Regions from separate parts of the Mus musculus genome. Here regions 2, 3, 4, 5, 6 and 7 are each linked to region 1. A link is a contact called in public HiCAR-type, HiChIP or PLAC-seq and promoter capture Hi-C data. All regions are on one chromosome and are shown on one strand. The core of a region is the stretch at or near the end of the contact, and the rest is flanking DNA. Distances in the headings are between cores, read along the strand shown. Region 1 holds the start of Fdx1 (ferredoxin 1). Region 2 holds the start of Acat1 (acetyl-Coenzyme A acetyltransferase 1). Region 3 holds the start of Npat (nuclear protein in the AT region). Region 4 holds the start of 4930550C14Rik (RIKEN cDNA 4930550C14 gene). Region 5 holds the start of Pts (6-pyruvoyl-tetrahydropterin synthase). Region 6 holds the start of Poglut3 (protein O-glucosyltransferase 3). Region 7 holds the start of Tex12 (testis expressed 12).

What was found. Promoter capture Hi-C pulls out the DNA fragments that hold promoters and counts their contacts. HiCAR-type assays count read pairs that join an accessible place to other places. HiChIP or PLAC-seq counts read pairs in DNA pulled down with a chosen protein or histone mark.
Region 2: a contact with region 1 is called in a promoter capture Hi-C map of liver, with 4 times the contacts expected there. The contact joins the promoter of Acat1 here to the promoter of Fdx1 in region 1. A contact is called at or near these places in 5 of 39 promoter capture datasets (3T3-L1-derived adipocytes, cranial neural crest, hippocampal neurons and 2 more) and 1 of 484 Hi-C or Micro-C datasets (B cells).
Region 3: a contact with region 1 is called in an H3K27ac HiChIP or PLAC-seq map of large pre-B cells, with 5 times the contacts expected there. The contact joins the promoter of Npat here to the promoter of Fdx1 in region 1. A contact is called at or near these places in 5 of 39 promoter capture datasets (the 3T3-L1 cell line, 3T3-L1-derived adipocytes, hippocampal neurons and 1 more) and 2 of 115 datasets of contacts at active chromatin or transcription factors (astrocytes and large pre-B cells).
Region 4: a contact with region 1 is called in a promoter capture Hi-C map of the 3T3-L1 cell line, with 6 times the contacts expected there. The contact joins the promoter of 4930550C14Rik here to the promoter of Fdx1 in region 1. A contact is called at or near these places in 8 of 39 promoter capture datasets (the 3T3-L1 cell line, 3T3-L1-derived adipocytes, cranial neural crest and 5 more) and 1 of 115 datasets of contacts at active chromatin or transcription factors (astrocytes).
Region 5: a contact with region 1 is called in a promoter capture Hi-C map of liver, with 2.4 times the contacts expected there. The contact joins the promoter of Pts here to the promoter of Fdx1 in region 1. A contact is called at or near these places in 3 of 39 promoter capture datasets (hippocampal neurons, liver and pre-B cells).
Region 6: a contact with region 1 is called in a HiCAR-type map of astrocytes, with 4 times the contacts expected there. The contact joins the promoter of Poglut3 here to the promoter of Fdx1 in region 1. A contact is called at or near these places in 8 of 39 promoter capture datasets (the 3T3-L1 cell line, 3T3-L1-derived adipocytes, cranial neural crest and 5 more), 1 of 115 datasets of contacts at active chromatin or transcription factors (astrocytes) and 1 of 9 other capture datasets (embryonic stem cells).
Region 7: a promoter capture Hi-C map of liver shows a contact between it and region 1, with 2.7 times the contacts expected there. The contact joins the promoter of Tex12 here to the promoter of Fdx1 in region 1. A contact is called at or near these places in 3 of 39 promoter capture datasets (liver and pre-B cells).

What each region holds. Positions count from the first base shown.
Region 1 is chr9:51,961,953-51,966,036 of GRCm38.p6, reverse strand. It overlaps Fdx1 (ferredoxin 1), which reads left to right and starts at 2,435. Exons shown (of 4, transcript NM_007996.2): 1 at 2,435-2,766. The coding sequence starts at 2,570.
Region 2 is chr9:53,608,080-53,612,163 of GRCm38.p6, reverse strand. Acat1 (acetyl-Coenzyme A acetyltransferase 1) reads left to right here and starts at 1,814. Exons shown (of 12, transcript NM_144784.3): 1 at 1,814-1,951. The coding sequence starts at 1,889.
Region 3 is chr9:53,534,764-53,538,847 of GRCm38.p6, reverse strand. Npat (nuclear protein in the AT region) reads right to left here and starts at 1,801. Exons shown (of 18, transcript NM_001081152.1): 1 at 1,660-1,801. The coding sequence starts at 1,696. It overlaps Atm (ataxia telangiectasia mutated), which reads left to right and starts at 2,177. Exons shown (of 63, transcript NM_007499.3): 1 at 2,177-2,285.
Region 4 is chr9:53,402,854-53,406,937 of GRCm38.p6, reverse strand. 4930550C14Rik (RIKEN cDNA 4930550C14 gene) reads right to left here and starts at 1,652. Exons shown (of 9, transcript NM_001376944.1): 1 at 1,326-1,652.
Region 5 is chr9:50,526,870-50,530,953 of GRCm38.p6, reverse strand. It overlaps Pts (6-pyruvoyl-tetrahydropterin synthase), which reads left to right and starts at 2,298. Exons shown (of 6, transcript NM_011220.3): 1 at 2,298-2,397; 2 at 4,005-4,084. The coding sequence starts at 2,318.
Region 6 is chr9:53,382,126-53,386,209 of GRCm38.p6, reverse strand. It overlaps Poglut3 (protein O-glucosyltransferase 3), which reads right to left and starts at 2,187. Exons shown (of 8, transcript NM_212445.2): 1 at 1,924-2,187. The coding sequence starts at 2,110.
Region 7 is chr9:50,559,067-50,563,150 of GRCm38.p6, reverse strand. It overlaps Tex12 (testis expressed 12), which reads left to right and starts at 1,883. Exons shown (of 5, transcript NM_025687.3): 1 at 1,883-1,925; 2 at 3,866-3,931. The coding sequence starts at 3,869. The region is part of intron 1 of Il18 (interleukin 18); the gene reads right to left.

The DNA.
Region 1 (4,084 bases), core at 1,186-3,685:
GTTTCATAGTGAGGTGGCTATAGATAACAATTTTCCACTGTACATTTCAAAAAGCTAGAAGGATTTTACAGTCCTCATCGTAAGAATGATGAATGTCTGAGGAGATATGTTCAGGATGACTTACAGGTGTTTTGTCTACATATATGTCTGCACACTAGAAGAGGGCATTGGATCCCATGAGACTACATTTATAGACAGTTGCAAGCCACTATGTAGGTACTGGGAATTGAACTTGGGACCTCTGGAAGAGCAGCCAGTGCTGTTAACTGCCATCTCTCCAGCCTCCAATTTAGGCTTATTTAGTTTAATCTGTTCTTTATAATTTACCCAATTGGTGTTGGTTTTTGTAACAGCAAGAATATTAAAATACTAGTGGGTTTGACATGAGTAAAACATGGAGGGGTGGCACTTTATAGACGAGGCGACCCATGGGCAAAAGCAAGTCTGCAATGATTCCATGTTGCTTTATCTATGTTCACAGCCAGCATGTTTTTCACTTCTTCTGGAATTCTGCTGAATGTCCATATCTTCAATCCTTAGCGTGACCTCACCTGCCTTTCAAAGTCTGGAGAACAATTCCCACCCTTGATCTCTATGAAGATGCTTCATGAATTCTAATGCTGATATTGAGTTACCTGGGAACACCAGCTTATTCTAAATGCCTAGTTAAAGCCTTGATATATTGGACTATTAAGATAAAACTACTCAACTACCTTATACACACCCTGCCAAGCAAAGCTTGTTCTTCTACAGGAGGACTGAGATGGAATGCATGCCTTGCCCAGTTCTCCTATGGTTGAATCATCTGATGAAGTTTTAGGTTTTGGGTTTAGGACTGAAAAACAACAAAAGCCTTCTCATCAGGATTTCTTCACCCCTTTCTAACCCGAGTTTTAAACATGATGTTAGCCCAAAGACTAAGGTAATCATGTCTACACCCTGCAGGTTCAATATCCATATGTCCTCTAGAGAGACTTTATACAGGTAGACTATCTCTTTAAATATTCATTTTAAAAGTATTTATTTTCTTGAGGTGTGCATGTGTATTCATGGGGTCAGAATGAGCATGTTCTGGGCATGCATGAGCTACCTGACTATGGGTGCTAAAAACGGAATTCTGCTCCTCTGGACGAGCGGCAAATGTCCTTAACACCTGACCAGTTTTGCACCTCTTAAGTATTACTTTTTAAATATTTTTATTTAAAAATATGTGTGTGTAGGTACGTGTATGCCACATGTCAGTGGGTGCCTGTGGAGGCCCGAGGGCAGAGGATTACTGTGAAACTTGGAGTTACAGTTTTAAGTTGGGAGCCAACTGCAGTGGGTGCTGAGAAACCAAATAAGATCCTGTGCAAGCTCAAGAAGTACTCTAACTGGTGAGCCGTGTGCTCAGCCTCTTGAGAATACCCTTTCTCCTCCCAAATGTATGTGTCTGCCTGAATCTATATCTAATGTGTACCATGTGCATGCCTGGTGTCCGAGGGGCCAGGAGAAAGTTTTGGATCCCCCGGAACTGGAGTTACAGAGAGTTGTGAGCAGCTCTATGGTTTCTGAGTCTTGAACCCAGGCTCTCTGCAAGGGCAACACACATTCTTTACCCCTAGCTACGTCTCCAGCCTCAGCTTGAATATTTAAGTAGTCTTTTACTGTCTTCAGTTCGCTTGCAACATGTGCTTCTGTCCTTCAGCACCTTATCAGGAATGCTCAAGATGATGTATGTATTGCTCATGGTCTGTGACGCAGTTCCTTGCCCTAATTCACCTAACCTCCAGAGTGGCCCTGAGTGTGAGCTTATCCGCAGTCATGGAAACTCTTATCCTCCAAGAGTAATTTATCCAAGGTCTCTGATCAACATAGGACTTAGGTTTGGAGGTTGCGTATCTGACCACAAAAACTCTTTCAAAAATGTACTAGCAATGACAACGTGCGCGTTTTAAAAGTCGGCTTTCTAGTTTTGAAGTCTGTTGAATAGTTACTCATTTAAGAAAAGTTTCCTGTTAACTTCTCAGGATTTTATATATTCAGTTTGTCAGTTCAGGCTGACCGTTATTACCTGCTTTCTTCAGCAGCCCTAAATAGCAAATTATTGATTATGAGATAGTTTATGCTTTTACCTATGCATGTCTCTCTTCATAAAAATGCCTATTGGCATTTTAAAACTTTGTATAACTCTCTGCTGTCCTGTGTAGGAAAAACCTAGGTCCCTTTTGCTGTAACTTGTATTCTAAAGTGTTGGAAACTGTGATAATTTGCTTTGTTTTTGAGGGTCTATGGCAAAAGGCAAAAGTTAATCTGGTGGCTTTTTGGTCAGTCCTTGATGAGTAATTGCTCCAGAGCGCAGAGCTGACTGCAGAAAAAGTTCAAGGTGAACTCTTAACCAGATCCCTGGAACAGTGCTCGGCCCCGCCCCGCGAAGGCGTGGCAGCGGCGAGGCGGGGCGCAGCCGCGGGTTATAGGACACGCAGGGCGCTCGCGGGAGTGTAGCCCTCTCGCAGCCGGACACGCGGGACCTACCCGACCCTCAGCACTGCGCAGGACTCCGCGGGACCCGGAACCTTCCGACAGGGTTATGGCGGCCGCTCCGGGCGCCCGACTCCTGCGCGCGGCCTGCGCCTCCGTCCCTTTCCGCGGCCTTGACCGCTGTCGGCTGCTGGTCTGCGGGACCGGAGCGGGAACTGCCATCTCTCCGTGGACCCCGAGTCCCCGCCTGCATGCAGAGGCCGGGCCCGGCCGGCCGCTGAGCGTGTCTGCGCGCGCGCGGAGCAGGTGAGGCGCGGCGGCAGCGGCGATGGGTCCCTCATCCCGCGGCCTGCGTTTCCGCCCGCGACTCCCTTCCGCCTCGCCTCTCGGTTGCTGGCCCCGCGCCGGAGAGCTCTTCCCGTGACCCTAGTCTTCTGGGCCTGGCTCGGGCGGTGTGGGGCGCTGGCTTTGGGGCTTCCTCGGTGGGTTGTCCTTGTCGACTTCGCCATTGGGGTTGCTTTGTGTTGGCCCTTTGTGCTGACTTCAGGTAGGGTAGGGTTTACACCCGCCCTGTTGACCCAGGGTAACAGTGTAGCCCTTATAGGATGATTTAAGGGATAAACGACCCCGTGAAGGTAACATTGCTCGTGCACCTGATTGAAAGTGAGGGCTCAGTAGGCAGCTGCCTCTTAGCAACAGTTCTGGGGGTCATAGTGTAGAGAATTCTGTGGTGAATGTTGAGAGAGAGAGAGAGAGATGAGAGATTCCCACCACCACCACCATGGGTGGAGATACTGGGTATATTTGTTCTCAAAAGCACGGTCCCCTTAGATTTACTAAAGACGAGATTTACTTACAGGTTTCTAAGTGTAGGGACAAGGTGAGAATCATATAATGTCAATGTCAATGCAAAACACATCTGTTACTTCAAAGGGAAGATGAAAGTTTCTTCAAAGTGAAACAAGAGTGGTTTTGGTCTGGAAACACAGATTAAGGTTTCCCTGGATTGTATGTTACTCGGTGGAAGAACTTAGCTCAACTTTTGTAGTCACAGTCCCAAAGAAAGTCACAAATCAATGTACTTGCCAAATATATTGCTGGGACACCAAGTGGATCACAGGATTATATAAAGCTAACTTACATAGATAGCATTTGGATCGGAAGCCGAATAATATGTTCCAAACGTCTTTACCTGGTAAACATGAAGCTCAGAAATAGTGTCTGGTGATACGTGGCCATTAAAGGCCTTCACTCAAGGTAACTTTGGCTGTCTCTAGATCTGTGGCAATCACCTCTTCACAACACAAATGTTTGTGCCTGGTGTATCAGTCTGCAAAATAGTCAACGCAGATACGGCTTCTTCAGAAAACTTATATTTATAGCAGGAACAAGAATGTGTGTACATACATTTGTGCATACAAATACATTTGTACATACAGATATTTTGCATGACGTGAGAGGGAAATTGTTAGGACCATTCAGTCCTAGTTCTCCTGGCCCCTCCAACCATTCACCCATGGATGCCTTAATTTCTGTGGCAGGTGCTTTCTGGATTTAAGCTGTGACATACATTGTACATAATCAGTGTGACTACTATTTAAGGGAACACACATGCGTTTGCAAA
Region 2 (4,084 bases), core at 565-3,064, 1.6 Mb before region 1:
CCCAAAGCTTTGCCAATCACCCAAGACATTTTGATATAGTGAGTATCTTAATGAGGAAGGCACACCCCCACCATGCAAGGAAACGGTAGGCTTCATAGTGAAGAGATAGCTTAGTATACTTGCCTAGATTATATGAAGACCTGGGATCAATACCCACCTCTGTTGCCAGCAATCTAAAGGTGGACATTGGAGGAGTAGAACTTCAAGGTCATCTTTGACTACCTAGTGGGATTGAGTGCATCCTAGGCTACATGAGACTCTAACTTGAAAAACAAAACAAAAGTGGGGCTTATGGTTCAGCAGTTAAAAATACTATCAGCTCTTAGAAAGGACCTGGGTTCAGCTCTCAGAACACAACAGACAGTTCCCAACTACCTACAACTTCAGTTTTAGGAGTTTTGACGCCCTCTACTGTCCTCTTCAGGCGCCTGTATGCACTTGGTGCAGATACACAAAGGTGCATATACACATACACACACTTTACCCCAAAAGGGTCTGGGAAGATGATTCAGTGTGCAAAGTGTTTGCATCACAAGAAAGCGTTTAGAGCATCATCCATGTAAAGAGCTAGGCGTGGTGGCCCTTGATTGTAGCCCCAGTTCCATGGATGGGTGGATAGGGTTGAAGGAGTAGAGATGGTGGCTTATTAGCCAGCCATTCTAGTGCAAGGAGAGATAGACCCTGTCTCACAAAACAAACAAAAACAAAACAAAACAAAAAACACCAAACAAAAAGCAGCAGAGAGTCTCAGAGGGAGTTATCTGAGGTTTACCCTTGGCCTACACAGGAGTGCACACAATTACATGAAACAAGTCGACTTGAAGTAAATTGTTCAATTTGTATGTTGTGCCTTTTGTTTTACATCAAGGAAAATTAATGTCACAAGCAGAAAGATCTGCTATCCCCAACTGAAGATTCAAAGTCAGCAAATGGCCTGGCATAGTGCTTTTAATACCAGCACTAGGGAGGCAAAGACAGAAAGATCTCTGTGAGCTCAAGACCATCCTGGTCTACATAGTGAATTCCAGGATAGCCAGAGCTACACCGTGGGACCCTATCTAAAAACTAACCAAACAAAACCTAAGCAAAACAATCCTCCAACTAGCCTTAGCAATGGGTTACACAAATGTGAGAATTATCATGTAATATCAGTTAATGCACTGTTTCTGTTTTGTTTTAATTATTTGGAGACAGGGTCTCCGTCTGTAGTTTTAGTTGTTCAGGGACTCGCTATGTGGACCAGGCTGGCGTCGAACTCATAGAGATCCACCTGCCTCTTTCCTGAGTGTGTCCCATCACACCCAGCCTGCGGGGAGTTTCTTTGAAAGTTGATGTAATCTTATTATTACTCAGTGAAGTTTAGATAGTAATATGTATTTTACTTAGCATCCTACAGAAAAACAACTTCAACATTCTTTTAACGTAAGAAATTGGTTTATTTGTATTATAAATGAATATAATGGGAATTGCTGGAAACATTTACCAACATCCTTTGTCTGGGTAATACAGTCACCTGATCAGGCACGGCAAAGTGAATGGAAAGTCTCGGACTGCACGAAAACTACAGGCATCTGGAGGCAGAAACAACTGGCATCAACAATCAACAGTTTAGCGTGCACCACCTAGGTGTCAAGCCACGTGGTCATTAGTCCTTTTTTTTTTTTTTTTTTTTTTTTTTTTTTGGTCCAGGAGAGCCTCAGCTCAGTCCTCGGGCCAAGCGCCAGGCCCCGCCCTCTGGCTACGGGCCAATCGCCGCCAAGCGCAGCGATCTTGGACTGCTATTGGAGGAGAGGGTCGGGGCGGTGCCCGCCACGACGTCGCAAGCTCTGCGGTGGGGAAGTGGAGGCCGCGGCGCGTCTCTCTGCCCTTGACAGCCTTTCGCGTCTCCATGGCTGCCCTGGTGGCTCTGCACGGCGTCGTCCGCAGGCCTCTGCTTCGCGGGCTGCTGCAGGTGAGCAGGGTCGATTCCGGGGGTGGGCCGGGATCGGGGAGCCCACCAGCCGCCCGCGAGGTCCGTCCTCGTGGGCCACAGCGCTCAGCACCAGCGCCTTGGGGATCGAGTGCCTGCGCCGTCGTGTGTCAGTCCACCTGTCAGTCTGTGCTACTGTCACGCTCCGCATCAGCTGTGCAGCAAAGCTTGGGCCTGACCAGGCGCGATCCCAGACTGCAGAGAGCTGAGTCTCTCTGTAGGCCCAGGAGTTTCTAAGACGTTTTTGTGACCTTGTGATTTCCTTTTCCTTGTTTTTTTGTTTGATTGGTTTGAGTTTTGGGGTTTGGTTTGTATTTTGTTCCACTGGTTTTTCTGTGGAACCCTTGCTGCCCTGGAACGCTCTCTCTCTCTCTCTCTCTCTCTCTCTCTCTCTCTCTCTCTCTCAAGATCAGGCTGGCTTCGAGCTCATTGGTCTTCCTCCACCTGCAGAGTGCTGGGATTAAAGGCATGAACCACCACCTGGCTAATCATTGGTTTAATTAATTGTCTTAATCAGAGCTCAGGCACTATATGGCAATCAGAAGATTGTCTTAAAACTAACAAGATGGCTACTGAGACAGTACAAGAAATAATTTTTATTTGAAGTGAGTGCCTCGCTTCTGATGGTTGTGTTCGGCGAACACTTTGTACTTTCCAAAGGTGACATTCTAGACTTTGTCGGTCAGTCTTTAAGAGTCTGGAGTTAGGTTTGCGTGGTTTTGTTTCTGAGAAAATCAGGGTTCGCCGAAACGGGTAGTTCTGGCAATAGGAGCTGAAAGAGAGCATTGCTCTGCAAGAGATTGTGAAAGAATAATTGAGGGCCCGAGGCTTGGAGCTGGAAGCTGAGGGCAAACAAACTATAAAATGAATCTTACTTGAGTTGCTGCTCGGGCAAGAGGAGCTTGAGATCAAGGATTTCAACCCACGTGGGCAATTTGGAGATACCCAGTCTCCGAAAGATAAAAAAACAATAAGTACTGGGTGACTGCAGTAATAGGAAAGCCAGAGGGATAGTCTATTTTCTCATCTGGAGATGGGCAGAACCTCACTCGTAAAATAAGTGTTCCCGGGGCTGGAGAGATGGCTCTGTGGTTAAGAGCACTGACTGTTCTTCCAAAGGTCCTGAGTTCAATTCCCAGCAACCACATGGTGCCTCACAACCATCTGTAAAAAAAGGAATCTGATGCCTTCTTCTGGTGTGTCTGAAGACAGCTACAGTGTACTCATATGCATAAAAAAAAAAAAGTGTTCCCAAGAAAGACTCGTGTGCCTTTTTCCTTCTGACCCTTCCTTCTCCTCCCCTCCCTTTTCTTGCCTCTCTCCCCGCCCCAGCCCCACTCTCCTTCCTCCCCCTCCCCACCATTACTATTACTCTCTTTCTAGTGGTTTTGCTAACTAGGTCATCTGACTTTGAACTCCTCACTCCCCTACCTCAGCCTCTGGATTATCTGGAATTGAAAGAGTAGCCATCATGCCCAGAGGAGTTCTGGATGAGTAAGTAAGTTTCGCGAGGATGGCTGGAGAGAGGTCCATGAAATTAGGTTAACTGGGATTCTGGATAATGTGCCTGGACGAATTAATTAGATAAGCCAGGTAGTCAAGGTGTGTAAACAGAAGTGTGCAGAGCCGGCTTAGTCTACACTGGAGGCTTTATAACCAAGTGCAAACTATCTTCTGCATGATAAAAGTGAGTCTGAACTGGTGTAATGGAGTCCATCTAAATGTAATTCTGCATTGAAGAAGCTGAGGCAGGAGGATTGTGATTTGAGGCTACCCTGGGCTGTATAGTGAAAGATGGTCTCAAAACAGGGCAACCAAAATAAAATTGATGTATAGAAATTGATATAGAACTTGGGTCTGGAGGAGGGATTTCTGTACAGTATCAAATGTAATTTAATGATCAATGAATCCCCTACGCTCTTAGTCCTAGATTTGGGGCCTTCTCTATCTTCTTCTTCTCTGGGTCCCAATGACCTAAATTTGTCTCTTCCCAGCATTTATTTTTATACTGTCTAGTTGCCTGTGTTCTGGGCTCTTTTTACCACTTGTAGGTTATGTAGCATATGCCATGTGCCCATCTCCCCTTTATGTTGGGTATTCCTCTACTCTAGAATG
Region 3 (4,084 bases), core at 552-3,051, 1.6 Mb before region 1:
TATACATGAATTGCAAGTAGAGTATGAGGAAAGGCATCACAATTCCAAAACAGAATGGGAGGCATGCTGGAATTCATGGCACTGAAAGCAGAATCTGAACAACAAAGATGATTTTAAGGATGAAAAGCAACAACTTGAGTTTCTAGGCATCAAGAGAATAAGTTACCTTGTTAGTGGGGCAGAAACATAATTATTCCAATTAGAAAGGCCCTGTCATTTCCTTAAGGTTTTCTTAACAAGGCAGGACTTTCTCTTCAGGGGATATGCTGACAGTATATAAAGCCCCTCCCCACCCCCTTTCTTACATGAAGGAATGACATCCTACTTGTATCTAATGAAATCAGGGTTGCTATTAAGCATCCCATAAAATCTGAGGAAAGAAAACATGGAAAAATCCTCATAAAAATTATCCACTTTTCAATGTTCATACTACCAAACTCCAAAAGCCACTTTTGAGGCTATGATCATGGAATTTTATATGGATCACAAGACTGCTAAAAGTCGCAGTTCTTACCTAAACAATACGTATAGGTGGGGAGAAAAAAAATCATGTGAGTCTACTTTTAACCAATTTTGTATGAGCCTAATTTTAAAATTACAAGAAAGCTAAGTTTAAAAATCACAGGTATAAATTTAACTATCCAAGTCTGATGAAGATGAAAACATTCAAAACACTAGTTTTTGTATTTAAGTTTCTCAAAAAATGGACAGTAGAATCGTACAGAGCCTCTTAAATAAGTCCTGCCTAATGTGCAATTTTTATTTTTTGGACAGGGCTGGGCACAAAGCAAATGTTCGTAACGGCTGTGGAAACTATGGAATGAGTCCTCATACTTCGACCACTTTCTTTTAGAGATGTCCCAAATAACGTTTCAAAGTCACTGTCCAGTTTTGAGCCTAAGAGGCTCTTGTTCCCTACAGAACAATCCCTTTTATTCTTTCACAGGACAAACAACGAAAACAGTCTTTTCCAGAGACAGTATCTCCCGACCAACCAGTGGTCTATGAACAAACCCTTTTCGAAAATGGAGGAAAACGAGGGCTAGAACGTGTGCAACCAGAAGTCAGTCGTCGTACCTCCTAAATATTTGCTCAAGAACACGACACGCTGCCGTTCTGAAATATGCAATTGGCGTTTCAAGCCACTATGGTGGGCCAGGGGTGTGGGGCCCTCCCTGTGTCCCAAATTCCCAGTGCTAAGGTCGGGTTATGGGTAAGGGCGTCGGAAAGTCTTTCCACAAGGCTGGGCGGCCGGGGAAGCGGGGGTCCCCCCGCCTTTTCCTTTATCAGTCCCGGCTCTTGACAAGGGAAAGGGTAGGGGACACGCAGCCTCGTCCATCACGCAGGCGACACTCCTTCAGGTGTCCCAGCGGGCCTGGCTGTGCCTCGGAATCCAGGCCCCAGGTGTTCCCCGCCGAGCTTCTTTCTCCCTTCGGCTGCCCCCATCGCGCAGCAGGAGGAGAAGGGACATCCCTACACCGAGGAGCTTCGACTGTCCCAAGGCGCCGAGGGACCGAGCCTCTCCGCTAGTCTGAACTTGGACGGGAGCAGACCACTCCTCAGAGCTTCCCCACCCCGAGCAGCCCTCCCCCTCAGCCCCTGGTCTTTCCGTCCCCTCAGCCCGGGTCCGATCACCCGCCCTCCCAGGCCGCCGCTTACCCAATACCAGCCTGGCTACATCCGAGGGTAACAGCATGATCCGAGCTGCACAGGGAGCGGCCTGAAGGGACGAGACTCAACTCAAAGCAAACACGGCGACAGCCCCGGCGCCGCCGCATCTCCCGGTTCCACTGGAGGTGCTGAACCCGCGGCAATTTGTCCCGCCTCTTTCGTGCCACACTAACCAATCGCTTCCGCGGGAGACAGAAAGGCGCCGAAATGAAACCCGCCTCCGTTCTCCTCGGAACCGTCGTCATTTCCGTCTGCGGAGGGTTGTGGCCAGAGAGGACCTGGTGGCCGGCTGTGGGAGCGTCGGCCCCTGGGCGGAGTTGCGGGAGCGAGGGCAATCGCCATTGGTGCGCACTGCGCAGGCGCGTTTCCTCAGGCCGGGAGACTGTTTTGAGGGGAGCGAGTGTTTTGAGTTGGAGAGCGCGTGATGCCTACGCGCAAGCGCAGTCGTGCGGCGGCGCATGCCGACTTCTTCCTTTGGGGCACCCGTGCCTTACCAACTTGCTGCTTTATAGAGCCGGAAGCGGGAAGGCGTGCGTACAGAACCAGCTGCTAGATCCGTGCACGCGGGAAAAGGCGAAGCGACCTGGGTTTGCATTGGCAGGCAGAATGCAGCGGTAGGAGCGAGGGACGAACGCTCGGGGACTTCTGTGAGGGGAAAATTCTCTTCTGAGCCCATCTTTCCTCAGCTTCCGAATGGCTCTTACCCCTTCTCTGCAGAACGGCCGTCATCTTCTCCCTCTTTCTGCAGACCCTAGATGGAGTGAGCCTAAATCTTCCCTTCTGCACGTCCCTCTTTCCTATCTGTCATCTTAAGGGTTCTGGTCGATCTAGATTTTTTAAATCTCATACTTTAGTCTCAGAGCGTTTATTTATATTTAAGCTACAGGTTTGCACATGTTCGTAGTTAAGAGCACTGGCCCTTGGAAATCACAGTCTCGTATTCTCATTGTCAGTTGTATTGCCTGTGTTGTCTGTAGTAGGTAAGTGGCAGCCACTCTGAGCCTTTGAAAATGTTTAACCTGCGCTCCTTCCCCGGTCCCACCCCCGCCACCTGGCACAGATAAGTAGACAGCTACTTTTTCAAAGCGACAATGTGATAGGAAAAACTGTGTTAGCCGAGGAAGGACTGGTTCTGTGGAAACTGAGCCTGAAAGAATCGACTTTGCTGCTAGATCTTGCCGGGTGTAAATTCTTCTGCAAGATGGTAGCGAAGCTTTCAGACAGAAGGAAGTGCATGGAAAGGCACAAAGTGTAACGAGCTCTTGTTATTGAGTGATACAGATTTTGCAAGTTTCCAGTGTATTGAAGCCAGAGGAAGGGATGAGAGCAAGAAGAGGAGGAAAAAAACAGTCATCAAATAGATTTATAAAGCGATCGTAAGAGAAGACAGTAACAGGATGACAGTTATACTGAATATTTGCTGTGTGTGTGTGTGTGTGTGAGAGAGAGAGAGAGAGAGAGAGAAAGAGAGAGAGAGAGAGAGAGAAAGAGTGAGATAGTAAGAGAGAGAAAGAGAAAGTAGGTGTGTGGTGGGGGAGAGGGAAACAGAAACGGAAACGAACTCCTTAAAGTAGATACTGGTATCATTTTCTCATCTAGCATCCAGAAAACAGGTGCCAGTTTAACCAACATGTTGCAGGTTGGATAACTGTTAATTGAATGGACCTGGATCCGAACAATACAGCCTGACCATAGAACCCACCCTTTTGCAACCCAGGCTAGCCCCTAACTCACAATTGTGCTGCCTGAGCCTCCCCTAGGCCTGCAATACCTGACTGAGCCCCAGTGCTTTTTACCACTAGCCAAGACTAACATGCCACAGGTGGGGTTATTTCTGGGAAGGGGAGATGTAATTATTGTCAAAATGCATCAACTTGACTGAACCCTCAAAAGGAAGATTTGATTTGTCTGTTCAGGGGCTGTTGCTTAGGAAGCTTTTTTAGTTGAATGTTGGGAGCTGAACTATGTTACTTGTTTTAATGTCTCAGCATTTGTTCACTTGATAGCTCTCTTCATCTAGTTGGATAGCTTTGGTTCTGCCACCCACCACTATTTGGTTGGTTGGTTTGTTTGTTTTTGAGTCAGGGTTTCTCTGTTGCCCTGGCTGTCCTGGAACTCTTTCTGTAGACCAGGCTAGCCTTGAATTCAACAGATCTACCTGCCTCTCTCTCTTTCCTTCCCTCCCCCTCCTCCCTCCCTCCCCTACTCCCTCTCCCTCCCTCCCTTCCTCTCCCTCTCCTCTCCCTCACTGCCCCCCCCTTTCTGCCTCTTTCTGCCATTCAGTTCATTCAGATCTTGCATTTACTTAATTCATAACAATTTAATCTAAATGATAAACTGTTGTAATTTGGGGGGGGGTATGAGCTTCTTTAGCTCAGTGTGGCATTGATCTCACTGAGGGTGACCTTAAACT
Region 4 (4,084 bases), core at 403-2,902, 1.4 Mb before region 1:
ATTCTTGTGTTAGCATATGAGATAAAAGTGAATTGAGGGGTTGGAGAGAAAGCTCACTGAGTAACTTCTTGCTCTGCCAGCGTGACAATCTCAGTTTGAATGCCTACACACATACACACAGGTAAATGTAAAGACTTTTTTTTTTTTTTGAAATCTCCAGCAATTAACTGTTGCGTTGCACTTGAGCTGATAATTGAACCTACATGGTGGGAAGAGGAAGGGCCGGAGCTGTAGCTCAGGGAAAGAGTGTTTGCCTGACACTTCCAGAAGAATCGCAAAACAACAGCAATAACAATAACGATAAGGAAGAGACTAGGGGTTAACCTTGCCCAGCTTCTCTCAAGTTCTGAGGCTATAAGACTGGCCCTAAGAGTATTTGCATTGTGAAAACTATCAAATGTTTTAAATCGGTATTTATGACTTTTTCTAGTTGACTTAAGATTTAAGGATCTATGGCGATGTGTTAATGATGCAAATTAAAGGTGTAGCGTGTGCATTGCCATTCTGTCGTGACTAGCACAGCAACGCAGAAACGATCCCGAGGAACAAAGGCACTTCGTGAAAGGAGAAAGAAGACCAAAAAGCCTTGGCACGTTCAACTATACTAAATGTTGCTAGTGTACTAAATGGCAGGTCAGGTAAATGTGCATGAGTACAGTCAAAAATGAGAGAGAGAGACCTAACTGCTGATTACCAGCAGTGGAGCCGCAGAGCAAAAGACCGAGGTTGTTGAGGAATTGACAAAGTAGGCTCTGGGCTGTTATGTGGAAGCAGGGACACAGTAGCCAGAAGATGAGGCTGGACTCAAGAGGGCTTGTCTTTTTTAAATATGAGGCACTAAAACGTGAAAATATTGTTAGAGAAGGAGAGATGAAAGGCGCAGGAGAGGGTAAAGGAAACTTATGATTCAGAGCAGAACCGTTTGCTATGAGGCTTCAAACCACGTGGGAAATACTTCAATTCTAAGACCCAAGGAGCACAAGGAAACCATTGCTTAAGTCAGGACTTTACTACACCCAGGTGCGAACTGCCAATTAGGAGAGGACTACCAGCCAGTCTCAAACCAATAGCCCTGTGCTGGGATTCAGAGGGAGCCCTGCAAGTGGACACCCTTGTCCTGTGGTTTCCTCCAACTCCAAACCCGTATTCCCGTTCTCTTTACTAAATTTTATTTTTTTCAGCAAATGTGTCTTCACGATTTTGCTATTCCTCTTTACCTATACATCTTGATACTGAGGGACAAGACAGAAATCCTAAGCATGTACCCTTTAGAATGCTCCCTCCATCTCTAAATATTTTAGGGAGAAAAATCTAAAACCACATACTGCATTTAACAGGGTGGAGGAAACCCAATGCGAGAGGTGGGTTAGCAATATCCCCGAAGCTGCAGCTCCTGAGTTAGGGCGAGGCTGGAGTGGGGGTTGGTGAGGTAGAGGAAAGCTTTTCCATCACAGCAGAGCAACTGTGCCAGGAGAGGGGTTTGGGGAACAGAGCATGGAGAAGGATGGTAGCATACTAAGATCGTGAGTATTTAGCGTCTTTCAGCAGGCCAAGATCAAACCAGACACCAGAGCAGAAAGGAGCTGGGGAGGGAACATGTCCCTTGACTTGCCAATCTCTGTCGCTCTCCGCTGTTTCCTTGGTAACGACTTAGTCAGTCGGAAATGACTTAATAGCTCCTTCCCTAGCAACCTTCTTAGGCCCCGCCCCCAACCCTGACCATTCTCACTTTGATGTTTGTTCTGGTAGAAATCTCGCTCTCTTCCAGTCTCAGTGCCATAGAGGCAGAGGACTTGAGAAAGGAACTCAGAGAGATCTCGGGCATGTGACGGGCCTTGCTGAAGGCCTAAGTAACATGAGGTCTCAGACTAACGCTATTTCTAAATTTAAGCTCCTTAGCCTGACACGGGTTTTAAATAGAGGACTTCACAGAACCCGAAAGCACACTGCATATTTAATGCATGCTTTATTGACTTGAATGTTGAATATCCTGCACGCCGACATTACCTCAATGTCAGAGTGTAACAATGTAAAATGAAGAGTATTCAGACCTGCCCAGTTCTATGTTCTTGCATGGAACATAATTTGTGAGGAAGATGAACTTCTAGGAAAATATTTTCCTTACATACTAAATGCATTTTTACGGGGGGTGGGGGCGGAATCTCTGTAGGAAATTCGGTGACAAAGTGAATGTCAAGACCTTCAAAATTATCACAGTTTCCATAAACAGGGCCTTGGGCTTTGGTTCTCCTTCAAGACACTGTGGCCATGCGTAGAGAGAATACTTGTGTGTTGTATGGATGCATCACCTGTCAATTAAAAAGTCTGTGGCCTATGGCTTAGGCAGGAAATGGGAGGTGGAACATCCAGGAGGCAGAAAGGATTCTGGGATAGAGTCCCAAGGGAGAATAGCCCGGGAAGATGTGAGGAGACCGACTCATGGTGCCTGAGCATTGATAGCCAGCCATGTGGCAAAATGTAGGTTAAAATAATGGGTTTATGTCGATTATGTAAGTTATGATCTAGTCAGAGAAAACCCTGGCTTTATGGCCAAGGTATTTGTAAATATATTTTGAGTCTAAGTCTTATTCCTGGGAGCATGAAGCTGGGAGTCAGAACCAGCCACGTGTTAGCACACAGATAGGAGTAAATTTTTTTTTTTTCGAGACAGGGTTTCTCTGTGTAGTTTTGGCTGCCCTGGAACTCACTTTGTAAAAAAAAAAAAAAAAAAAAAAAAAAAAAAAAAAAAGGATTAATTTTCTTGTTTTTGTTTAAATTTTTTTTCCATAAGGGTTTTTTTTTTTTTTTTCCAAGGCAGGGTTTCTCCATGTAGTCCTGGCTGTCTTGGAACTGCAAGGGGAATTGGGGGCAGGGCACAGACCCTCTCCAGCGTTGCAGACTGGGTGTTTTAGGCAAGGGATTGTGGGCTGTGGTTAGGACTTTCCCTCAATCAGCCACAGTCGAGATTTTAACATGTCTTAAAATTTGGGATTATAGTCAGGCATGGTGGCACATGCCTTTAATCCCAGGCAGAGGCAGGCCAATTTCTGAGTTCGAGGGCAGCCTGATCTACAAAGTGAGTTCCAGGACAGCCAGGGCTATACAAAGAAACCCTGAAAAAACAAAACAAACAAACAACAACAACAACAAAAACCTCAATGCTGGGGCTGGCGAGATGGCTCAGTGATTAAAAGCGCAGACTGCTCTTCCGAAGGTCCTGAGTTCAAATTCCAGCAACCATATGGTGGCTCACAACCATCTGTAACGAAATCTGATGCCCTCTTCTGGAGTGTCTGAAGACAGAAACAGTGTACTTACATAATAATAATAATAGTACAAAATTGGGATTATAATACTTCAGTTGTAGGACATTTACCCAGAAGGCATGAACCCCCATGCTCTTCCACTGAGAAAGCAAACAATCAAACTCGGATCACAAATCGAAGAAAGTTGAGAAAAGGCGCGCCTGGTGGAGAACTCACCCAGTGATTCTCGGGGCCGCTGTGCTTCCTCTTCAGGCCCCGATGACTAGGCCAAAACTGCTTAAATTCCCTAGAACAGTAAAGTCAGAAAGGTTTACTCAAGCCGAGCAGAAACACTCAACAAATCTATTCAATAGACAGGAATCTACCAGGGGCGAAAGGTTTTCTGGGAACTTCGCTGAGCACCAGTGTTTATAAGAAACAGAAATGAACTTCGAAAATAACTTGATTATATACAGCCTCGTTAGCCAGTCAGCTGTTACAGCTCATTTTCTGGCTAATTAGCTCCAGGGACTTTTGCAACAAGCCCAGTCAGGTTAGCTACTATCAATCTCTATGTTCACCCGGCTCGCTGGGCCCAGTGCAGCTGTCCAAATCCATGAGCTCCCATTAGTAACAGAAATAACATAATGCCAGTAAGAGCAAAATATTTATTTATATTACTCCTTTTGCGAGGCACCATTCCACTCCACACTGGTTCACACCGTGGACTGCTTGGTGAATTCCCCCGCCCCCCTCCCCCAACCCCAAATGCTAGAGTCCTGGCACAGAGGGCAAACAATTGTCCATGGATGGTTTTTTAGCTTCTACCCCAGAGCCCC
Region 5 (4,084 bases), core at 1,049-3,548, 1.4 Mb after region 1:
CTGTCTGCTCATGTTTCTGGAAGTCTTCCAAGATGTGATTTGGGACATGGGCTAATTTGCCACACAGTCCTGGATCATGCTGTCCTGGAATGTCAGTTTCTTCTACAGATGTCTGAAGGGATTATTCTAAATCCCATTAACCCTTTCCTCTTCAGGGAAGTGTACCTTACACATAAATGTCTTGTGTAGAGGTTTGCACGGTGACAGTAACTTATAGGGCTAAGTCCTGTGTGTGGTTTTGTGAGAGGCAGAGTGTGATGCATAGACAGAGCTAAGATTACAGATGTGGGAGCACGGAAGCCAGTCACCTTGAGAGGATAAGTCTCTGGATGTTCGCAGATGTCTATGGGGAAAAAGCACCCCATGTATTTCCTCAGATCAAACATGGAGGTTTAACATAGCTTGTCTAGACATGCAGGCCCGATGGGTTCTAACTTCTGAGAAGCACGCATACCTGAATGCATCTCTTTCCTGCACATGAACCTTCACTTTATCTCAACACAGCAGTGGTACTCAGTGCATAAGTGAGAGGAAAAGGAGAATGAGAGGGCCTGCTCCTGGCTCAGCCTACAACAAGAAAGCAAGATGCAGAACGGAATGTAAGATGGCCAGGATTGGCTTCCTCCTCCTCCTCTTCCTCCTCCTCCTCTTCTTCTTCCTCCTCCTCTTCCTCCTCTTCTTCTTCCTTCTCCTCCTTTCCTTCCTGTGTGCATAGCACCAGAGAGTAGGCCACACTTATCTGGGCAAGCAAGACTCCATTATGCCTGAAAATGTTATTTTAACAGTTGGGAATTCCTTTCTCTTGGAGAAAAACTAGATGGGAGGGGAAAGGCAGGGTCTCTTTTCCGTTATATGTAGAAAGACATTTACAATTCTTCCACTACTTGGTCTTCAGTCAATATTTCCAATACACTCTCCTCCGTTTTGCATGCACCCCAAGGTAGCCAAGAATTTGTCACTGTGCATTAAGCAAGCTACGTTTCCACATTTCCTTTGCTTAAACTCTTTCCTCTTGGGATTTTCTATTTACCCATCTGTTGGACTCCTTAAAACCCATCTCAGACTAATTTGCTCTTGGAAGCTTTCTTTTACTCTCTGACACAGAAATGGTAATTTTTCACTTGACATATTATTTGTTGGACTGCCCCCATTAAACTGAATTTTCAGATAACAGGGACCATTTTGTTGTTCTGAAGTACATGTGTCTAATACTTAAAGCATCTGGGATTAAGGTCTTAACTGTGGTGGTAATGCAGGCCCTTAATCCGAGCATTTGTGAGGCAGAGGGGCAGAGGCAGGTGAGTTCCAAGCCAGTCTGGTCTACAGACCAAGTTCCAGGACAGCCAAAGATACTTGGGTAAACATTTTTTTTAATTTAGTTTTTAAAATTTAATTAATGGATGGGTGATGTGGGGGCTGCCTTGCCAAAGGTGTCCATTTGAATTATGTATAGGATTTTATCCTTTTGAGACGGACCTTGAGCTTGTCACCCTCCTGCTTCAGCCTCAGTGCTGGGATCACTGATATATGCCATCTCTGACTGACAACATTTAATAGAAGCTAACCTTCTGAGACAAATATCTAAACACAGAACCAGCAAATGTTGCACAAGAGCGGTTGGGATTACACTGGAATACCTTTCCATTTCAAAAACTCTGAAAGCCAGGAATCTAAAACCAGGAACAGCGTATTCCTTCTGAGGGCTCTGAACGGTGAATCTGTTTTCTGGCTGTCTCTGGTTTGAGGAAGTCTCTTTGTATGACATTCTCTCACTTGGATATTGAGATGTCAAAATTTTCCTTTATTTTCCACTTAAGCTAGTGTTTTACTATGTTGCCTAGAACAGATCGGGACTCCTAAAATCAATGCCCCAGCTTCAGCCTGCAGGGTAACTCTAATGACAGTGCATTGCCATCCTTAGCTGGGGTTTCTTTTTGGTTAAGGACACTTTCAATGTGGTACCGGGCTGGAGAACATCTGATAAGGGCACCCAGACATTGGATTTGTCAAACCCAGGACTGTCAAAAATGAAGCGAAAGAAGAAGACACAAACTAACCTGGCAATTTAAAAATCCAGGCCTCTGGCTTCTCACCCACCCACTGGCCCCAGGTATTTCTGACTGCCTAGCGAAGACTGAACAGCAGGGGGCGCTAGTGTTTGCCTCCAAGTCGGCCGAAGGGTGCCGCGAGTCGAAACCACTCCCAGGAGTGCTTTCGGCAGGGAGGGCCGAGTTTGCACTGCGCAGCCGCGGGGGCGGGACTGGCCTCGGTCCCGGAAGCCGGAACCGCTAGCTTGTGAGTCTTCGGTCCGAAGACCATGAGCGCGGCGGGTGACCTTCGTCGCCGCGCGCGACTGTCGCGCCTCGTGTCCTTCAGCGCGAGCCACCGGCTGCACAGGTGGGGTGTGCCCACGTGTGTCACCGCACGCGCGGGTCTTGTCCCGCTATGTCCCTGGGGGGCGTGGCCACGCGCGTGGGTTAGAGCCGAGCTGGGGCGGGCCGAAGAGGAAATGGTGAAGGTGCGGAGCTGCACTACCGGCACTCACCCGGGAGAGGGCGGTATAGCTCCGATCCCGGAGGATCCACTCTGGAGAGTTTCCCTCCAGAGGTTGCCCACATCCAGAGGTACAATGACAGGAGCATGGGCTACCGGGTGCAACCCAAGGTAGTTTTCATCCCCCTTTTACCAAAAAAGTAAAACCAGCCTTGATACTTTCCAAAGGAGCAACACAGTCGGGAATTGAATCCCAGAGAAACAAGACCGCACCTGAGAGTTGGTTTCAAAGGGAGCTTCGTTACTCACTTGAAGGTTTGCTCTTTGGATCTGCATGTCATCATCAGAGAACGGCCTTTTCTAACAACAGGGTTGTCATAGGGAACAGCTGACACTTGTCATCCCTCTACCCCCACCCCTCCGTGTGGTCAAGTTGGGTACAGTGAGAATTTTCTTCAAAAGTCTTGTGAGCTGTACTGCTCTAAGTGCGCAGTAGGAGAGAGTGAAGGGGATAAGAAAGAGTTTAAAGAATTTAAATAAAAAGTTGTGTTTGTGTGTGCTTGTGTGCTGTGTGCACAGCTTGCACGAAAGAGTCTGTGGAAGCCAAAAGAGGATTCCTTGAAACTGGAGTTACAGGCTTCTGAGCTGTCACGTGGGTGGGCTGGGACCTGAACCCTGGTCTTCTGCAGTAGCAGTAAGCACTCTTAACTGCTAAGCCATCCTTCCGGCCTCTCAAAAGGGATTTTTATAATAGGAAGCTTACACACAAGGTTAGTAAGGATGCACAGATAAGTTGACTGATACAGATTCATTAAGCTAATTGTTTTCTGTCTGGAATGACAGCCATGTGTAGTAAGTTTAAAGTTTCACCTGACTTGAGTGTCCTGGAACACATTGGTAAGGTTTCCACTAGGCAACTGCTGAGGCAGAGGAGGGCAAGATTGTGAAAAGAAGAGCCTGAGGTCATTATTTGTCAGGAGGAATGACGTTTTTAAGCCGCTGGAGGATATGTATGTCTTCGTGCTTATCACTGCTCCTTGCTTCATCTCTTATCCCATAGCTAATACTCAGGGCTTGTTGAATTGGAAGGTGGAGCCGGGATGTAGCACAGTAGGTAGAGTGCTTGACTACACAGTGCCTGCTTACATAGATCTCAGGACTTGGGAGGTGGAGGCAAGAGGGTCAGAAGTTGGAAGTCGTGCTAAGTTACCTAGTGAGTTTGAGGCCAGCCAGGGATAGAGGAGACCTCGACAGAGAGAGGGCAGGAGAGACAGTGCTGACTATGGGCAGAGTTGTTGACATCTTACTGTGGACTAAGTGGGTTGAGATGAAGGTCTTGGATGATTTATGTGGTAATCTAGTTTAATTAGAGAGTGGAGTGTTGGTTCTTGATAGAAACGGGGATCATGATATGCAAGCGATCTAACCAGTTGATCATCTACAGTGACATGAAATTGTAGAGTTTTCTGGACGTCTGAACTTCGGGCTGACCTCTATCTTTCTCCTGTCAGCCCATCTCTGAGCGATGAAGAGAACTTAAGAGTGTTTGGGAAATGCAACAATCCGAATGGCCACGGGCACAACTATAAAG
Region 6 (4,084 bases), core at 938-3,437, 1.4 Mb before region 1:
AGCTACGCACCAAGGTCTATCCCCTCAAATGGCCACTTCTTCCTCCTCCTGAAGCTGACTACCAAGGTCCAGCTATCAAAGTATTGAAGTCCAACAATCAAAAGTCCCCTTTGGCTCACCTAATTAATCTGCCCAATTAAAATTAAACACCTCATCCTAACACAAGGTTTTCCCTTGTACCTTTATATTTTTGGTTGTGAGCCTAGCCTGTAACAGCTGAGCCATCTCTCTAGCCCCTCTTATACCTAACTGCCATTTGCCTCCGAGCCATGTCTGTCCCCTCTCTATCCAGAGACAGTCCTGTGTTCCACTCCAGGACAAACACCCTGTCCCCTCTCGTTTGTTCCCTTCCCCTTCTTCCTCAACCCCCATCTCCTGTCTGTCACTTATTCCCTGCCCTCTGTACCTATGTGCTGAGAACTTGGTCTTGGGGGTCCTGAGTCGATACTTTTCCTTTCAATGACCATTTAGTAAGTTTATCAATGCTCACGGCAGCTAGAGGGAAAGCACTGATCTTACATTACCAAATGGAGCATCCCATAAGACCAAAGAGTTACACCCTAGGACTACATAATCATCCAAACAGGTCTGACTTCCTGCCACGGACACACCAGGATCCACTCACGCACTGCAATTTCTAAAAGATATGTTTTTCTCATTATAAAAACATTATGATGTATTGGGGCTAGAGAGCTGGCTCGGTGGTGGTTAGGAGTGCTTTCTATTCTTCCAGCGGACTCATGTTCTCAGCAACTATATTAGGTGGCTCACAAGTGTCTAGAACTATGGTTACAGCAGATCCAGTGCTCTCTTCTGGTCTCTATAGGCACCAGCTCACAAGTGGCATATACAAACACACACATATCCGAATAATCTTTGCAGAACATTTTATTTGGGGAAAAAGATTTTTAAAATGGGGGGGGGGGATCCTTACTCTCCTGCTGTAACCACATGAGTGCTTATCTGGGTTCATTTATTTATTACAGAACTGCAGATACACCATAACACGGTTTGAATCTGAACCATGTTCCACAGACTCCTGTTCTCAACACTTGATCCTCGCGCTCTCTGCTTTTGCGCGGCTGCAAGCCAGTCTAGAAACCCCTCTCAGCCTCCAAACCCGCACTCCTGAAGCTTCCCAGACTCCCTTGGACCTATTGGCAGTTCTTTAATGTTTACACCAGGCTGCAGAAATCCAATTGCAGCAACTGTGCTTTGCCCTGATAGGCAGGTTGCTTATTATCTATTTTCTCAGCAGAGTCTTAAGTTTTCGATAGGCAGACATTGCCATCCTCTTTTTTACTCCAGGATTACCATATACACGTGACTTCTAAGTACGTGAAATTCCCGTTTGCTCGGTGGAGGACGCCAAGGAGTTCTCTGCCTCTTTGCAGGCAAAACAGGACGCCAGATGGGAGCAGCCTTACATTTAGACACAAATTAGCAAATCCTGACTGGCAACAAGTTGAAACCAGCTGGACAAGTCCAGAGAAGCAATCAGATGTGGGAGGAGGGCCCTGCTGAGATTCAAGACAAGCGCCTCCCTTCTCCGGTTCTAGGAAGTTTCCCTGCTTCGCGTGGTCTGCACTGCGGGCCTAAGAAGAGTGGGCTGCTGAGGGAGGGAGGAAGGCGCGCCCTGCAGGCCAGGAAGGGCCATCTGCATCACGTGATGGCACCACTGCGCTCCGTGGGACCCCACAGGCGCCGTTTACTCTACTTACCCTTACATCTGTCACCGGGCGGGACCTGTGGCCCAGCCTTTGGAGTTAGTCACCCAACGGTCCTGAGTGGCACCTCCCGCCCCCGTGGGTGTCAGGGAGGAGGGAAGGGACGCCGATGGGAGGGGAGAGAAGACGACACCCGCAGTGGGGAGATGGCCACGTGTGGGGACAGGGACGCGCGGGGACGGCAACGGGCGCTGACCTGGCGGCGAGCTAGTGAAGTTCCGGCCGTCCGAGTCCACCGACTGCAGGAAGAAGTAGCGCACGGGCAGGACGGCGGCGGCCTGCAACCCAGGGCCCCACGCCAGGCTCCGCGGTGCGCTCACGCGCGCCCCGGCCCCCGCCGCCACCAGCAGGGCGAGCTGCAGCCCCAGCGGCAGGGCCTGCATGGTCGCCGGCTCTCAGCTCCGCTGGCCAGGGAGGAGCTGGAGCGCCGGGCCGAGGGGACACCCGAGGGCGGGCCTCTGGCTAGAGCCGCCCCGGGCGGGCCGGGCGCGCGCCCGGACCCCGACTGGCTCGTGTACCGCGCCCAGGCCTTACGCTCCTAGTCATCCCTACACTAGTTGCCTGAGTTTGCCAGTCTGGAGAAAGGCAGGGTGTGCTTGTTTTAAAATTGTTACCTCTTTTCTTTTTCTTCTTCTTGTTCTTCCTTTTCTTGTTCTTCCTTCTTTTCTTCTTCTTCTTCTTCTTCTTCTTCTTCTTCTTCTTCTTCTTCTTCTTCTTCTTCTCCTTCTCCTTCTCCTTCTCCTTCTCCTTCTCCTTCTCCTTCTCCTTCTCCTTCTCCTTCTCCTTCTCCTTCTCCTTCTCCTTCTCCTTCTCCTTCTCCTTCTCCTTCTCCTTCTCCTTCTCCTTCTCCTCCTCCTCCTCCTCCTCCTCCTCCTCCTCCTCCTCCTCCCCCTTTTCTTCTTCTATATTTTATTGTTTCTCCTTTTGAGAAGGAAGTCTCCCTCTGTATCTCAGGCTGGTTTTGAACTGATGACAATCCTTCCACCCCAGCCTCCTCCAGTAGAGGGAAATTAAAGGTGTGTAAGCCAAGCCACCTTGCCTTGTGGAGAAAACTGGTTGAGTTGGGGTTTTCCCTATGTATCTCCTACTGCCTTGGAACTCTCTATATATGTATATAGACTGGCTGATCTTTAACTCACTGTCATCCACCTGCCTCTGTGTCCCAGGTATTGGGATCAAAGGTGTGCACTACACCCAGACAGAAAAGGGTTGGAAACATGGCTTATTATAAATGCACATCAGGGTTTGGTTTCCAGTGCCACAGTGGAACAAGAGGAATAGCTTCCCTGTGAGGAATTCCCCTAGTCTTTGTTCACACACCGGCCCACCTGTTCCGTATATTTGTGATTGGCAGCCTACTACCCTGAAGTCCCTTATCTTTCGGTGTTTCCTGTGTAGGGCACTTGGGCAGCAGAAGGCAGGGTCTGGGCAAGCGTCTCAGTAGAGTTGGGCACCTATCCTTCCCTGCCCACTATGCCCTGGGCACCCCACTCCTGAGCATCAAGAGCCGGGAAGAACAGCCCCACAGCCCCCGTTTGTTCACTCTTGCTAATTATTTTTTCTTTTTATCTGAGTTTTAGGAACTAATTATTCTTCCCAGGATGAGAAATCTGGAAGAATTCATCCTGCAGAATGGGCAGAGATCTTCCTGGTAGATCTCAACCCAGAGCTTATCAGAACCAGGCCCCAGGCTTTAATTGGGCTCCTGAGCATTTTGAGCTCCGGCCCAGGTCACCAACCCAATTACCAATCATAGGCGAGTATAGAGGCCAGCAGGAAGAAATCGGCAGATGCCCATATGCACTCTACAGCGCTGGGGTCTCAGGTTAGCCCCTGGACGTTATAGACAGCGCTCTTTAGACGCATCATTAGGAACTGGGAATAAGTCACTTGTAAATTGCAGGGCAGCAGTGTAGTGTAACTTAGTGTGATTTCCAATGGCTTGTTTCCTGGGGTCGTTTGCATGCTTTGATGGAACGCCTACTCTGCTCTGCTCCAGCTAGCATTTATACATAAATAAATACCACCACACACAATAAATACCCACACACAAAACCTGTGTAAACACATTTTATCTACACCCTGCCAAAATTGAACTTAAATTTCCTTTTCCCAGAGAAGTGAGTCGGGGGTTATCTGGCTCTAGGTGATAGTGCCTAAGAAATTATATAACACTTGAAATAGAAGCCGGGCGTGGTGGCGCACGCCTTTAATCCCAGCAGATTTCTGAGTTCGAGGCCAGCCTGGTCTACAAAGTGAGCTCCAGGACAGCCAGGGCTATACAGAGAAACCCTGTCTCGAAAAACCAAAAAAAAAAAAAAAAAAAAAAAAAGAAAAAAAAAAAGAAATTATATAAC
Region 7 (4,084 bases), core at 634-3,133, 1.4 Mb after region 1:
GGCTCTGGGTTCAATCTCCAGCACACATCAGATCAGAAGCAGATGCCAGAAAGCTTTTTCTAGCTCTAGAGATGTACAGTAACAATTTGTACATTTCTGTTATGGGACTTTGATACATGGTTCTTTCTTTTTCTATGATATAGAATAAGCTATATGTTTCTGTGCCCTGTGTATTTTATAGACTTGTTGACAGTCCTTGGAAGACACTAAGGCACTGGCTAACCATAACCCTCCATACCCTTTCATACTCATTTGTCATACAATGAAGGTAACATTAAAACAACAACAACAACAAAAAAAACCCCCTATGTTTTCGTTTAGTCTGGTAAAAATGTATGCACTAGGTCTTTTTTCTTTGAAATATTTTAAGAACCAAATAGATAACTATTTCTTTAGATATATTACAATATGAAGATAATAATACAACATGACCCAGGCTTTTTGATTTAATGGACTTTAAAAAATAACAGTGTTGCTGATTAATAATATAGACTAGTTAAGACTGAAGTAAGAAGATTATACATTTCAGTCTACCCTGCATTAGAAATCATGACTGCCTCCAAAACACACAAGAAAACAAAACAAAACAAAATAAATACTGGTGGAGAACTTTATATTTGCTAAGTATAAAGTTAAATATAAATATAAACCTAAAAAAGTTAAATCCTTACATTTTTATTTCATGTTTATACAAAAAAAAAGTAGAAAAGCCATCGTCTTCTAATGGATTCTTCTAAGGGACTTTTAAAAAAAAACTTTGATATGATCTCATGTATCCCAGGATAGCATCAAAAGTAGCAAATGATCTTAAATTTATTCTCTAGTCTCCACCTCCCTAGTGCTGGAATTACATGTGTGCACTGGTTTATGGGTGCTGGAGAACCCAAGACCAGGAAAGTCCTGTAAAATGACCATAATCAGCTTTATGAAAAATGTATAACTCTTTCCCATTATCGTACTACACACAGTAAAAATTTCAACACAGATAATAAACTTTCAAGTACCCTGCCACCTACCATATTGAGCAAGGAACATTCTAGTTAGGCCAATGCTCTACATCTCTGCTTACTTCCCAGCCTTGATGCCAACCTTTAAATAAACAAGAGGAAAAACAAAACAAAACAAAACAAAGTCCCACGTGTTAAACAACAAAGTTCTAAAATGTAAAATTATGCTCCCAGAGTTTCTGGAGGCATGCCATTCACCTTTGTTTTATGAGGCAATATACCTGGTTCTGCACCAGGTCAACTAACTGGAAAGAGTTTAGGAAGTTTGTGAAACTGCAGGTCAAAGTCGGGGTGTGACAGTGCCCAATAAAAGTAAGTCATGAGTGTATGATCCATGAGAGTTACTAAATACTTTCTGAGGGCTAATTAGGTCTGCCAAATTAACTGACTTTTTTTTTTTTTAATTCATCAACTATTTTCTTTAAGGGTGTGACTTGGAGAGTTTGGTAGCACCAAGGACAAAGAGGGACACTGATAGAGCCTGTGGGCTGGAGGAACTGGTGGAGTCTCCCGAGCCAGCACACTATGCCCAGCATGCTTTCCTGCGAGCAGCCGGTGGGAAATATTTCATGCTCATCTGCTGAGATTCCTGGCCCAGGCCGCAAGCCCTGCCCGCCAGAGCAACACTTCTCTCCTTCCCAAAGACCCGCTTTGAAGCTTACTCCAACTTCTCCACAGTGTGGGAAAGGACCTTTCTGTTTCTCGAAGATTCCAAGTTGGGAGGAAAAAGGCGGGAAGTAAAGGGAAGTGCCGCTATAGGCTGATCGGCCCCGCGAGACTGTCACGTGGCTCGCGCGCTGCCTACTGGGAGCCGCTCACTCGGCGCCTGCGCAGAGGGGCGCGAAGCCCTCACGCTCGTGCTGCGGCTCTGAGGCGGCAGGTCGTGGCCGAATCTCCGCTTGCGAGTGGGGCCAGAGGGTGAGCGCGTGTGACGGGAACGTGGCGAGTGTGAAAGAAAGCAGTGAGTGGGGGTGGAAGCGGCCTCTCCGGGCCTGGGGCCTGGCGTGGAGTCGCAGATGTGAGGGAGGTGAGAGGAAGAGGCGGGGAAATGGCGTGAAGAGACAGTAGCGTTGTAAAGAGACAACGCTGGAGTAGAGCACACGCCAGTAGTCCCAGCACTCGCAGGGCACGGGGACAGGAGGATTGCTGCGAGTTAGAATCCAGCCTCGGCTACCCAGGGAGTTCCAGGCTAGCTTGCTTTGTGTGGCGAGTCTCAGTCCCAGAAATCCCGAAGCCGAGCCAACTACTGCCACAGAGGAAAAACCAAAACAGTGAACAGGGCGATGCTCCTGATGGCCCTGGCCGCAGGGCACTGATGTCTTCACAGAGTGAGGACAAGCCTGTTAACGCAGACTCAAGACTCTTCAGGAGTCTTAAATTAGAACAGAAACCACTTTTACAAATACAGAATTACGTAATTATAGAAGTTTTATCGGACGTGTGTATACGTTCTGTTAGTTTAAAATAGGAAAGAAGGCTGGGCGTGGTGGCGCACGCCTTTAATCCCAGCACTTGTCGAGGCCAGCCTGGTCTACAAAGTGAGTTCCAGGACAGCCAGGGCTATAGAGAAACCCTGTCTTGAAAAACCACACACACACACACACACACACACACACACACACACACAAAAAAAAAAAAAGGAAAGAAGAAGAAGACAAGGGAAAACTAAAAGAGGAAGATTTTTTTTCCTTGGGTTGGTGTCTCTGAAATTTATATTCGACTCTTTAGGAATGTCAGTGTATTCGTGTGTGTGTGTGTGTGTGTGTGTGTGTGTGTGTGTGTGTGAAGTGTGTCACACACACTTCAGCTTAGTACTGTGAAGATAATGGTAGGCATGCAGAAGTACTGTGCAGTATTTAGAAGCATCTTTATAATCTGCGGTTTGCTTTTGTTTCCATCATATGCATAATATATATAAGTACTCAGACTCTCTACAGTTATCTAACTCATGGTGTTTAAAAGTAACAGAGCTGGGTATGTAGGGAACGCCTTTAATCTCAGCAATCAGGAGGCAGAGGCACGTGAATCTCCTGAGTTTGAGGCTAGCCTGATCTACAGAGTAAGTTCCAGGATAGCCAGGGCTACACAAAGAAGAAACCCTGTCTAACCCCCATCCCTGAAAGAAAGAAAGAAAGAAAGAAAGGAAGAAAGAAAGGAAGAAAGAAAGAAAGTGAATGTAAATAGTTCAACTTTTAAGGTGTAGAGTCCATGCTTTTAAGTTCCAATGTCTTTTCAAGTTTGAGCCTTAACTGTTCAGATTCCTAGGATAGTAGCTTCAGAATTTATGGCAAAGCAGTTTGATGGCATGCTAAGGTAAGGGTGGAACAATAGAAACATTCTCTGACTAGAAGAATGAAGAGGTCTTGTTTCTGGGATAGACCAGTTTTATTTGTTTAAATGTGGTCAGCCATCTCTGCCTATTTCTTCTTTTGGAAAGAAGGAAAAATGGAAAGAGGGGAGCTCTAGCCTCTAATTTTAACATTAAAAATGTATAAAGATAGACGAATCTTAAATGTTCTAAGTGCTGAAACAAGATAGACTTGCCAATGAGGTTAGTTGAGCTCCTCTTTTTATAGGCTGGTAGTTGAAAATTATACAGTTAGTAAGTTGGTTTCAGATGATGGAGGACCTTGGATGCCGTGTGATAAAACTTGAGTTTACTGACCCAGAGGGTGTTTGAACAAAGAGTTTTGAGAGGTAGGATAAATTAGAGAGGGGAGAAATTAAGTTTAGGAGGCATACCAGGAGAGCAGAAATTAATAACGAAAGTGGGAAAAGGACACAAAAGAAGAGAACTGTAGTGTGGATTTTATACTTAAATTTGGGATTTCTCTAAATGTTATAGTTTGTGTCTCCAGAGAATGATGGCAAACCACCTTGTAAAACCCGACTCTAGAAACTGCAAGAGGGCAAGAGAATTGGAGGTAAGTTTTATGCCCCTGGAGCCTCTTACTGTATTTTATCTATTTCTGAAGTTTGTTTTCTCAAGAAAGTGCCATTGATGAGTAGAATTTAGTGTTCTTGTAGCCTCAGAGGTAGGATTGTCCTAGCAGGAACTATGTTGATCCACTTAGCTT